2 separate regions of the Danio rerio genome follow, and region 1 is linked to region 2. The links are chromatin contacts, called in public HiChIP or PLAC-seq maps. All regions are on one chromosome and are shown on one strand. The core of a region is the stretch at or near the end of the contact, and the rest is flanking DNA. Distances in the headings are between cores, read along the strand shown.

What was found. HiChIP or PLAC-seq counts read pairs in DNA pulled down with a chosen protein or histone mark.
Region 1: a contact with region 2 is called in an H3K4me3 HiChIP or PLAC-seq map of embryo, with 3 times the contacts expected there. The contact joins the promoter of shox here to the promoter of ppp2r3b in region 2. A contact is called at or near these places in 1 of 18 Hi-C or Micro-C datasets (an unstated tissue) and 1 of 4 datasets of contacts at active chromatin or transcription factors (embryo).

Annotation. Positions count from the first base shown.
Region 1 is chr9:36,331,476-36,335,970 of GRCz12tu, forward strand. shox (shox homeobox) reads left to right here and starts at 1,737. Exons shown (of 5, transcript NM_001126411.1): 1 at 1,737-2,103; 2 at 3,443-3,651. The coding sequence starts at 1,851.
Region 2 is chr9:36,200,346-36,205,119 of GRCz12tu, forward strand. It overlaps ppp2r3b (protein phosphatase 2, regulatory subunit B'', beta), which reads right to left and starts at 1,439. Exons shown (of 14, transcript XM_689298.10): 1 at 1,369-1,439.

The sequences.
Region 1 (4,495 bases), core at 487-2,986, 130 kb after region 2:
AAATATTAAGGCCTACCCATGTGCTCTAAGCTATAATAAAAACAACTGAGAAAAGAGTAATCCAACTTCATAAGCAGCGGTGTTTCAGCTTACTCTTGGAATCTCCCGGTATCAAAGGTGCACCTGACACACTTTATCCTTCCCTTGACGTGACCCTTTAAACGAGTTTCCATCCAGCACTACTGCGTAAATATAGCCAGGGTTCTTTTTCAAAAATGAAAGTGACTAGATGAGGATAGAAATTATGTTCATATAATAATAATAATAATAATAATAATAATAATAATAATAATAATAATAAATACAGTAACAATAATAATCTCAAATTAAAAAACACGTTTAGAAAAAACAGTGTTTTCTTTAAATAGAAACTACAATTAGTCAACGTAACCCACATGGTCCTACGTCTGTGTTGAAGAAATAGTCAAACGCGTGACAGCAGTTTTTAAATGAGGATGGATTTAATAAATAAAGCGCTATCAAACACGTCATCTGTGAGGTTTACATGAGCGATTTCACACCACGGTGCTCAATATTCACAGGGGATCATAACATCCTTTTGATTCTGCCCTTTTTATTCTCGCCCTGCACTGATCCTTGCATGCGATAATATCATAGCACCATATCCGAGTGTCTTATGCATTTTTAAAATAACTACACTAGAAATAAACGCTCATGATTATGACACTGGTGGTTTGATCGATGTTAAAGATTTTAATTTTTTTTTTAAATTGCATATAAAAATGAATTAATAAATATTCTGAAACAATGATTTAGAAATAAAAATAGAAACATATAAAGCACTCCATATATTTTGTAAATTAGGCTATATTTTTTTAATCAGTGGTAGCCTACTGTAGTGACTTGAGTCAACAATTTTGAGGATACACAATTACACTGAAACAATTGTTTCAAAGGCGCCTGATCTATTTATGCTTCAATCACAACAGAAGCTTTTTAAAACATTTTATTTTCAATGAAATAAATCAATATATATGTAGATATGCTAGTTATATTTGGACAACTGCGTATTAAAATTGTTGCCTATAACTTAAATGTTCATGTGAGACGCAAATACAACTACATAAACTAAAACGGTCAGTTTACAACATCATCTTCTTGAGATGATAATTAATAATACGCTATACATATGCCTAATAGAGCAATCAAAATATGATATGAAAATATTAATAAAACATGTTTAATAATATATTCTACATTTAATAAAATATATTTCATTTATTTTCTCGATTTAGCCCAGCTACCGGCAAACTAGCACAATAAAACACTCCAAAATAATGACTGGCTATGAAAATATCGTAAAGTTGTCCACTTATTGACGATCCCGTGCAAGTAACCACTGTCGATTTTCTCTTGATTAGTCGCTCTAACCTCCATCGGCAAATTCTCGAAAGCCTTCGTCCGATGTTAACGTCAATATAGGAAAATGAACTGATAATGCCATCCTGCAATATTCATATCCTCTAATTGCGTCAGTGAAATTATCACAGAATTAATTAAACACGGTTCCCATTTCCAATTGACCACACGGCACTGTAGGAATCCTAATTAATTATAATTAAATTAAGGGGACTCCATCCAGTGCGGCATTGATTTGAGGAAAAGCCGCTGAAAGTTGAATTCAGAAGCGCTTGTAATGACTCCAGACATGATGGCGATGGGGGCCGGGCTGAGGTGGCCGTGTATAAATAGTGTGATCTGAAAAACACAGACATAACAGCAGGAGTGATCTAAACCCTTCTCCACGCAAACATTTCGCCGAATCCACAGTTGAGCAGATAAAAGATTCGCGTTAGATTCATTTTTAAAGTGGATTTCTGTAATCAGCCATGGAAGAACTCACGGCGTTCGTGTCGAAATCCTTCGATCAGAAAACCAAGGAGAGCAGCAAAGAGAGCATCACGTACAGGGAAGTTTTGGAGAGTGGTTTAGCCCGAGCCAGAGAGCTGGGAAACTCGGAGACCAACCTTCAGGAGATTACTGAAACAAACAACAACCATTGTCCGGTACATCTTTACAAGGAGCACGTAGAGCTGGAAAAGGAGAAATTAAAGGAGTTTAGCGTGACAAGGGCTTCTGACGGTGAGTTTCTTCTGCACGCTGTGATAATGTGTTGCGCCGCGCCGGAGACGAGTTTGCAATTAGATCTTCCCGCGAATGCGTTTGACGGTGTTGAAAAATCGACTAAATCTAAACGACTGCATATTAAGATCATTTTCAAGACCATTAAGAGGTTTTCGTTCGTCTATAGAGGCTAACTAGCATGCGAGTGCAGACATCCAAGCTGCATTCAGCTGATGCAATGAGCACTTGTTCCATGATGTGTGCACCGCGTACTGAATTGTTTTTATTTGTAAAAGACAAGAAATACACATAATGCAATCTTAAGAAAGGACATCACACTAAAAGTTTAATAGTTTGTAATTACATTTTACTTGTTAAAATATAAACAACAGGCCTCTGTCTTGTCAAAATTGAAAACACGATCTATCAATGTATTTATTAGGCTACTTGGCGGTCTTTAAATTGCCAGGGAATCACTAAATATAATTATTTTGTTTTTGTGCAAACAGTGTAAATATGGAGTAAAATGGCTGTCAGTTAACACAGAGCCTTACTGTGTGATCACAGTTTCAAAGAGAGATTTAATATTAAACGGGTTTACTTCAGAAACGGATGAAAGACGTTTAACCACAGTGATGGCAGGCCCATGACAGTTCTTTTTTGAAATACAACCTTTCCAATATTAATATTAATAATAGCCAAATATTAAAATTATAATACAATAATAATAATTATCATAATATTAATAACAAGCAAATCTAAATCCCAAACATATTCATTGCACACAAAACAACAAAAAACATTCTCAAAATGAATGAAAAAAATATTGAAGGTAGTTTGAAAGTTTAATTTAGTTTCCAAAGAAATGCGAGTTTATGCTAATATTCACTGAAAATTAAGGTTTGATTTCTTTGATATAAAACTCCTTGTAAATTAGACTACAAATATCTTCTAACATTTATAATTTAATTCTAGAATTACCCATTATTCAAAACTATGTGCAAAATAAATGTGATTAGATCCACAAAATATAATTTGCATTTAAAAAGGTTAATCGTTTCTTATTTCTTATAAGTTAGTTTTATTGCTAAAGCGTTTTTCACAATGTAGCCTATTGGTTCAAAGCAGCTCGTTCTTATAGTTAATGTCATATTTTCAATTTTATTGAATATCAAGTTTTTAGTAGTGTTCTATGTTGACATCTCGCAGCTATTAATTAGATTTATTTAGTTACCGAATGTGTTTAAAGTGCACGTCTGATCCGTCATCTGGATGCTTTTGAAAAACTCGTGCACCCTAATAAATGAACGCTTTAAATGAAACACTTTGTTGATGTGTTTATGTTGTATTTTCACAGGAATTTATGACTGCAAAGACAAGAAGGAGGATGTGAAATCAGAGGACGAGGACGCACAGAGTAAACTGAAGCAGAGACGGAGCAGGACAAATTTTACCTTAGAGCAGCTGAATGAACTGGAGCGCTTGTTTGATGAGACGCATTACCCAGACGCCTTCATGCGGGAGGAGTTGAGTCAGAGACTGGGGCTGTCTGAGGCCCGCGTGCAGGTAAGCTCCCATTCTTCCATGCGTTACATTATTATTGCTGTTATTGTTATTATTACACATCAATATTAAATATTAAAATTATTCCTGATTTGGAATATACAAATTGTTCATTCTTAAAACACTTTATGAATAGGCCAGATCAACAAAAATACTAATACTAAATATGACATTTTACTTATTAAATAAGTAAAATATTAATTATATGAAAACAGAAGACAGCGTGCAGATAAATGTTTAAACAAATGCATGAATGCAAATTACCTGTATTCCAAATGGAGGCTGTTTCATTTTTCATCGTTTTTTTAAGTAGCATACGATAATTTCAATTAGGTCTGTGTGTGAAAATATGTTTTTGTTTTTTCGATGCATAAATATATTGTTGTGAAAATCGGTTCATTGCTTTTATTATTTTTCTTAAATAAGCAAGCAATAGAAATAAGTATATTATAATAGCGCTGTTGTGTTGTGTATTTATACGCCTGGAGGAATTTATAACGCTGAGAACGACGTAAAACTAAAGTGTTTTTATTAACAGTTCAAGGAGTAAAAAATAAATACAATCCCTCTTGTGAAGACGTGTTTGCTATCGAAAAGGAAGTGGCAAGGGAAAACTAATAAAATAAATAATGGGAAGCGTGATCGCTAGGCCTTCATTCCTCCTACACGTTTGCTTAAAGCAGGCTGGATTAAATGTGTATATCATACCATGCGCCTGAGATGTTTAACATTTGGAGACAGTTGTTGTTGTTGTATTCACTCATACACAAAGCATTTCTGTTATCTCTCGATTTATGCGGGTTGAGTTTCAGCGGTGGGTGTGGATGTGAAATAGCCTTTTAGTTCC
Region 2 (4,774 bases), core at 189-2,688:
GCAGCTAGACAGGCATCCGCTGCGTAAAACATATGCTGGATAAATTGGTGGTTCATTCCACTGTGGTGAGCCCTGATTAATAAAGGGGCTAAGCCAAAAAGAAAATGAATGAATGAAACTGAATACATTTAACAAATGAATATACAGTACAACAACAATAAAAAAATCTTTATACAATTTATTTTCCATGTGTGTAAAATGGGTAAAAATATAGACAGCTGTTTGATTATGATCTCACACAACTAAGCAACATATATCACTGTGTCCTAACAAAATAGCAATGCAATGTTAATTAATTCCCTGCCAAAACGTTACGATCATGTTTAATGATAGTAACGTTACTTAAAGGGTTTTAACTAGGGTAAAATTGGCTTTATATTTGCACATTCAGACTTTCTTCTTAATGATATAATCTCAGAAAAGTATTATTTGCATATAAGCAGCCAATGACAATTAAAGAACAACATTGATATCGCAGTCTCATAACAAGAAAACAATTAAAACTTATAAAACATGTGTTTTATTTAATATACTACATTAATTTGTATTATTTTTTTCATGTGCCCTCATTTATTTATTTAGTTTTTGTTTCTTTTTCTTCCTCATTGTCTTTCTTTTGCTTTACCTTTATTATATTTCTTTAAAAGTGTCGCATTTCTCCTGTTGCAGTTTGTATTGTTTGTTATACATCTAACTGTTTGCATTTCTACCTGTTGTAGTTGCCTGCTATTGCAATAATAAAAAAGTACATCATTGCTCACAGTCAGACAGTGCTAATGTTGTTTTCAAGTCATACTTGCATGCGATTTAAGACTGAATATTCAAAGTATGGAAAACAAGATATGTCGTCTCACAAATAATGACTGAACGAATGTGAGAATCTGAAACCAACTTTATACCAGTAACTTAAAGTGTTTAACTTGCCGTTGGCTTCAAATGTCACAAACAACAACCTTTAAACTCCGTGAAAGCAAGATGTGCTTTTATTGAATTCTATTATAAGTCACTTAAAGTACTAGTATCTGAACCAACTATGCTATTGTAAACTAACGTTACGGTTTATAAACATCCCACCGCGGATGGCGAAAGTGGAGAACACACCAAATTATCCCAATTCAAGTTCACCTTATTTAACTCACAATTTCACACACGTTAAGCGTTTAGGCAGAACCCCAAGTTAGCTGAAACACGAGAGAAATAAACTGGTTTGTTGCTGTTGCTAGCAGACTAACACGGAGCATATACTCTCACTGCTAACGGACAAACTATTACATAAACACCGCCAGCATTTCGTAACATAGATAAAGAAACGTACAGTCAGCCGGTAAACACGACAAAGTAAACGGTAACTGGTTTGCATTACTCTACCTGCAGTTATAAAGAAGATTTTTGTTTGTTTTTGTTCATTCCAATAGGGGTACACTTTGAACCAAACTCTCGTCTCCTCAGGTAACCGGGAAAAGTTTATATCGCGAGAGTGGCGAACACACGCGAAAGACTCGTTCATTAAAAGCGGTTCTTTTAAAGAATCGATTCGCAAAAGGAATTGCATTTCACTTGATTACAGAGTCGAATTATCCGATTCATTGTCTGAAGTGAACGTTTTGACTCCGAACGAAACATTGCATAAACAGGTTTTTGTTTAAAGGTGTAAAATATTCTACTAGTAGTTATAGAAAAAAATTACTCAGCAGTATTAATTAATATATATATATATTTTTGCCACTGAGCTGAATTTAAACGATAAAAAACAAAGCACAGGAGTTCAACATAGCCTATATGACAACAAACATAACATAAATGACAAAGCATGAGTTTGCTTAGAACAATTCTAATTTACTGATGAATTTACTAATTTCTTTCTATTTTACTGAAATAATAATAAGAATAGGGGCGTCATGGTGGTGCAGTGGGTAGCACAATCACCTCACAGCAAGAAGGTCGTTGGTTTAAGCATCAGCTGGGTCAGTTGACATTTCTGTATGTAGTTTGCATGTTCACCCTGTGCTTGTGTGGGTTTCCTTAGGGTGCTCCGGTTTCACCCACAAATCGAAATACATGCGCTGATGGGTTGCAGCTAGAAGGGCATCCACTGCGGGAAAAACATGCTGGATACGTTAGTGAATTACTCAGCTATAGCAACCCCAGATTAATAAAGGGAATAAATCGAAAAAAATGAGTTAATGAATGAATAATAATAATAATAATCTCACCCATCCTCTGAAACTACTTCAAGTTAATTTATTTATTCAGTTATACAGTTGGTGAAAGCGGGGACAAAAGAAACATTTTTCATAAAAACCTAAATTTTAAAAGAATTTTATAACATTTTATAATGTTTTTAGCAAAACTATTTTGCTGTGGTTACTAACTCACAATAGTGTTTCAAAATCTGGTGTTATTTTGTATCAATATATAATAGAGATGCCCAAAGTAAGGCCCGCGGGCCTAAATTGTCCCACTGTAACCTTTGATTGGGCCCAGCATCCCGTCTGGGAGGAGAGTGATTATGATGGAGAGGATTGGGGCTAATGCCTTTAACAGAGATTGTAGTTTCTAATTTGACTTAACCTTTTTTGTTTTATTGCTGAGATAAAAAAAGCTAACTGAAATTAAATGTTTCAATTAAATTTTGTAAATGAATCAGATTTTTAAAATTTTTTTATGTAAATACTGTTAGTCGAATAAAGGTCTATGCAGAAGACATCAGGGAACAAATCAAGGCAAAAACCAGTGTAAGTCTGTTATAAATTTGATAGTTTTGTTTTTACTGTAATAAGTTCATTCATTCATTCATTCATTTTCTTTTCGACTTAGTCCCTTTATTAATTCGGGGTCGCCACAGCGGAATGAACCACCAACTTATCAAGCTCATTTTTTACTCAGTGAATGCCCTTCCAGCCACAACCCATCTCTGGGAAACATCCACACACCCATTCACACTCATACACTATAGACACTTTAGTCTACGCAATTCACCTGTACCGCATGGGGGGGTGGGTGGGTGGCGGGGGGGCAGGGTGAAACCATAATAAGTTCCTTAATAATGAAAAAAAAAAATACTGTATTAGTTTATATAAAGCAATGTTTTCTAATCTTTTTAAAAATATTATTAAATAAACTAGGAAATTACCCATTGCAACTATATTCACCTTTGGCCCACTAGCCTCAATCAAGTTTGGTTTTTAGGATTTCGTAAGAAAAAGTTTAGAAACCCCTGCTTTGAACAAAAGTTACTTTGTTTAACACATTGTTACTTTTGAGCCCATAGACTGGGACGAAAGTAACACACGGGTGGGTCAAAAGTAAAACAACAATATTTGCTAGATTTACTGGCTCAATCTTGTTTATTTGAAATAAATCTGACGATAACGTTGTTAATGTTAATTGCAAACATATTACACAAAAAAAATAAACGGCATTTTCATTTTAAATGTCACTTTTAGAAAATGTTTCAGAAGCAATTCAACAATGCAAAATGCTCTTTTTTATTATTATTGGCTACATGCAATAATCTTATAAAACATATGAATAAAAAAACTGAAAACTAATGTGGAAGTGAAAAATAAGGCATGTCTATTAGCAGCAGGACAAAAATACGTGTTACTTTTGTGCCCACAGGAACTCTTGCAATTTAAAACTCAGACATTTCAAACTCAAGGGTGTGCTATTGCATTAAATAACTTGTAGATTGATCATTAGTGTGACACATGAGAAACACAATATGTAATAAGGAAAAAAGAACCACTTCAATAATTTACTTATTGCACTTAAAAACTGAAATTTGGAGATAACTGTGGGACACAAGAAATCACATGATATTTGGCAGCTCCATCGAGGGTTGCATGCTGAATGTGCTGTTATAGCCTGGGAATAAAATGTTGTCAGAGTTCGAGAAAATCACTTTGTTGCTTTCATCCCATGTTACTTTGTCCCAGCTCTTCCCCTGCTAAGGTCCCAAACTTTCCATACAATATATCTAACAATGACCTTGTTAATGTTAATTGTAAACATATTACACAAAAAAAAATGAACGGCATTTTCATTTTAAATGTCACTTTTAGAAAATGTTTCAGAAACAATTCAACCATGCAAAATGCTCTTTTTTATTTGGTTCAGGATCTGAAAAGCTACTCATCGATGAATTTGCTCTTCAGTGTTTGGACTCTCAATAATGACTTCAAACCACACTTAACTGAGCTAAACTGAACTTAAACACTAAAAACTGAACTACCCTGATCCAGTTACTATGACCATTTACGTGAAGCTGCTTTGACACAATCCACATTGTAAAAGCACTATACAAATAAAGCTGAATTGAATTGAATTGTTTTACTATGAAGAAAACAACATTTGTCTAAATTGAACCTACAAAAAATAAACATTGCATTGTCAGTTCTTGCATTTTAATGCAAATTCTTTCAGGGTTTGCATGCGCTTTTATTCAATTCTAAACATTTTACATATATTTCCATTCTAAAAAAATAATTACCATTAAAATGAATTCACATCCATTTCTTTCCATCACAACACTATCACTAAGCAAAAATTGTAATAGCCCATGAAAAAAATATATATATATGTGTCACGGTGGCGCAGTGGATAGCACTGCCACCTCACAGCAGGAAGATCGCTGGATTGAGCCCCGGCTGGGTCAGTTGGCATTTCTGTGTGGGGTTTGCATGTTCTCACTGTGTTCATGTGGGTTTTTTCCAGGTGCTCCGGTTTTCCCCACAAGTCAAAAGACATGCGCTATAGGTGATATAAGCTAAAT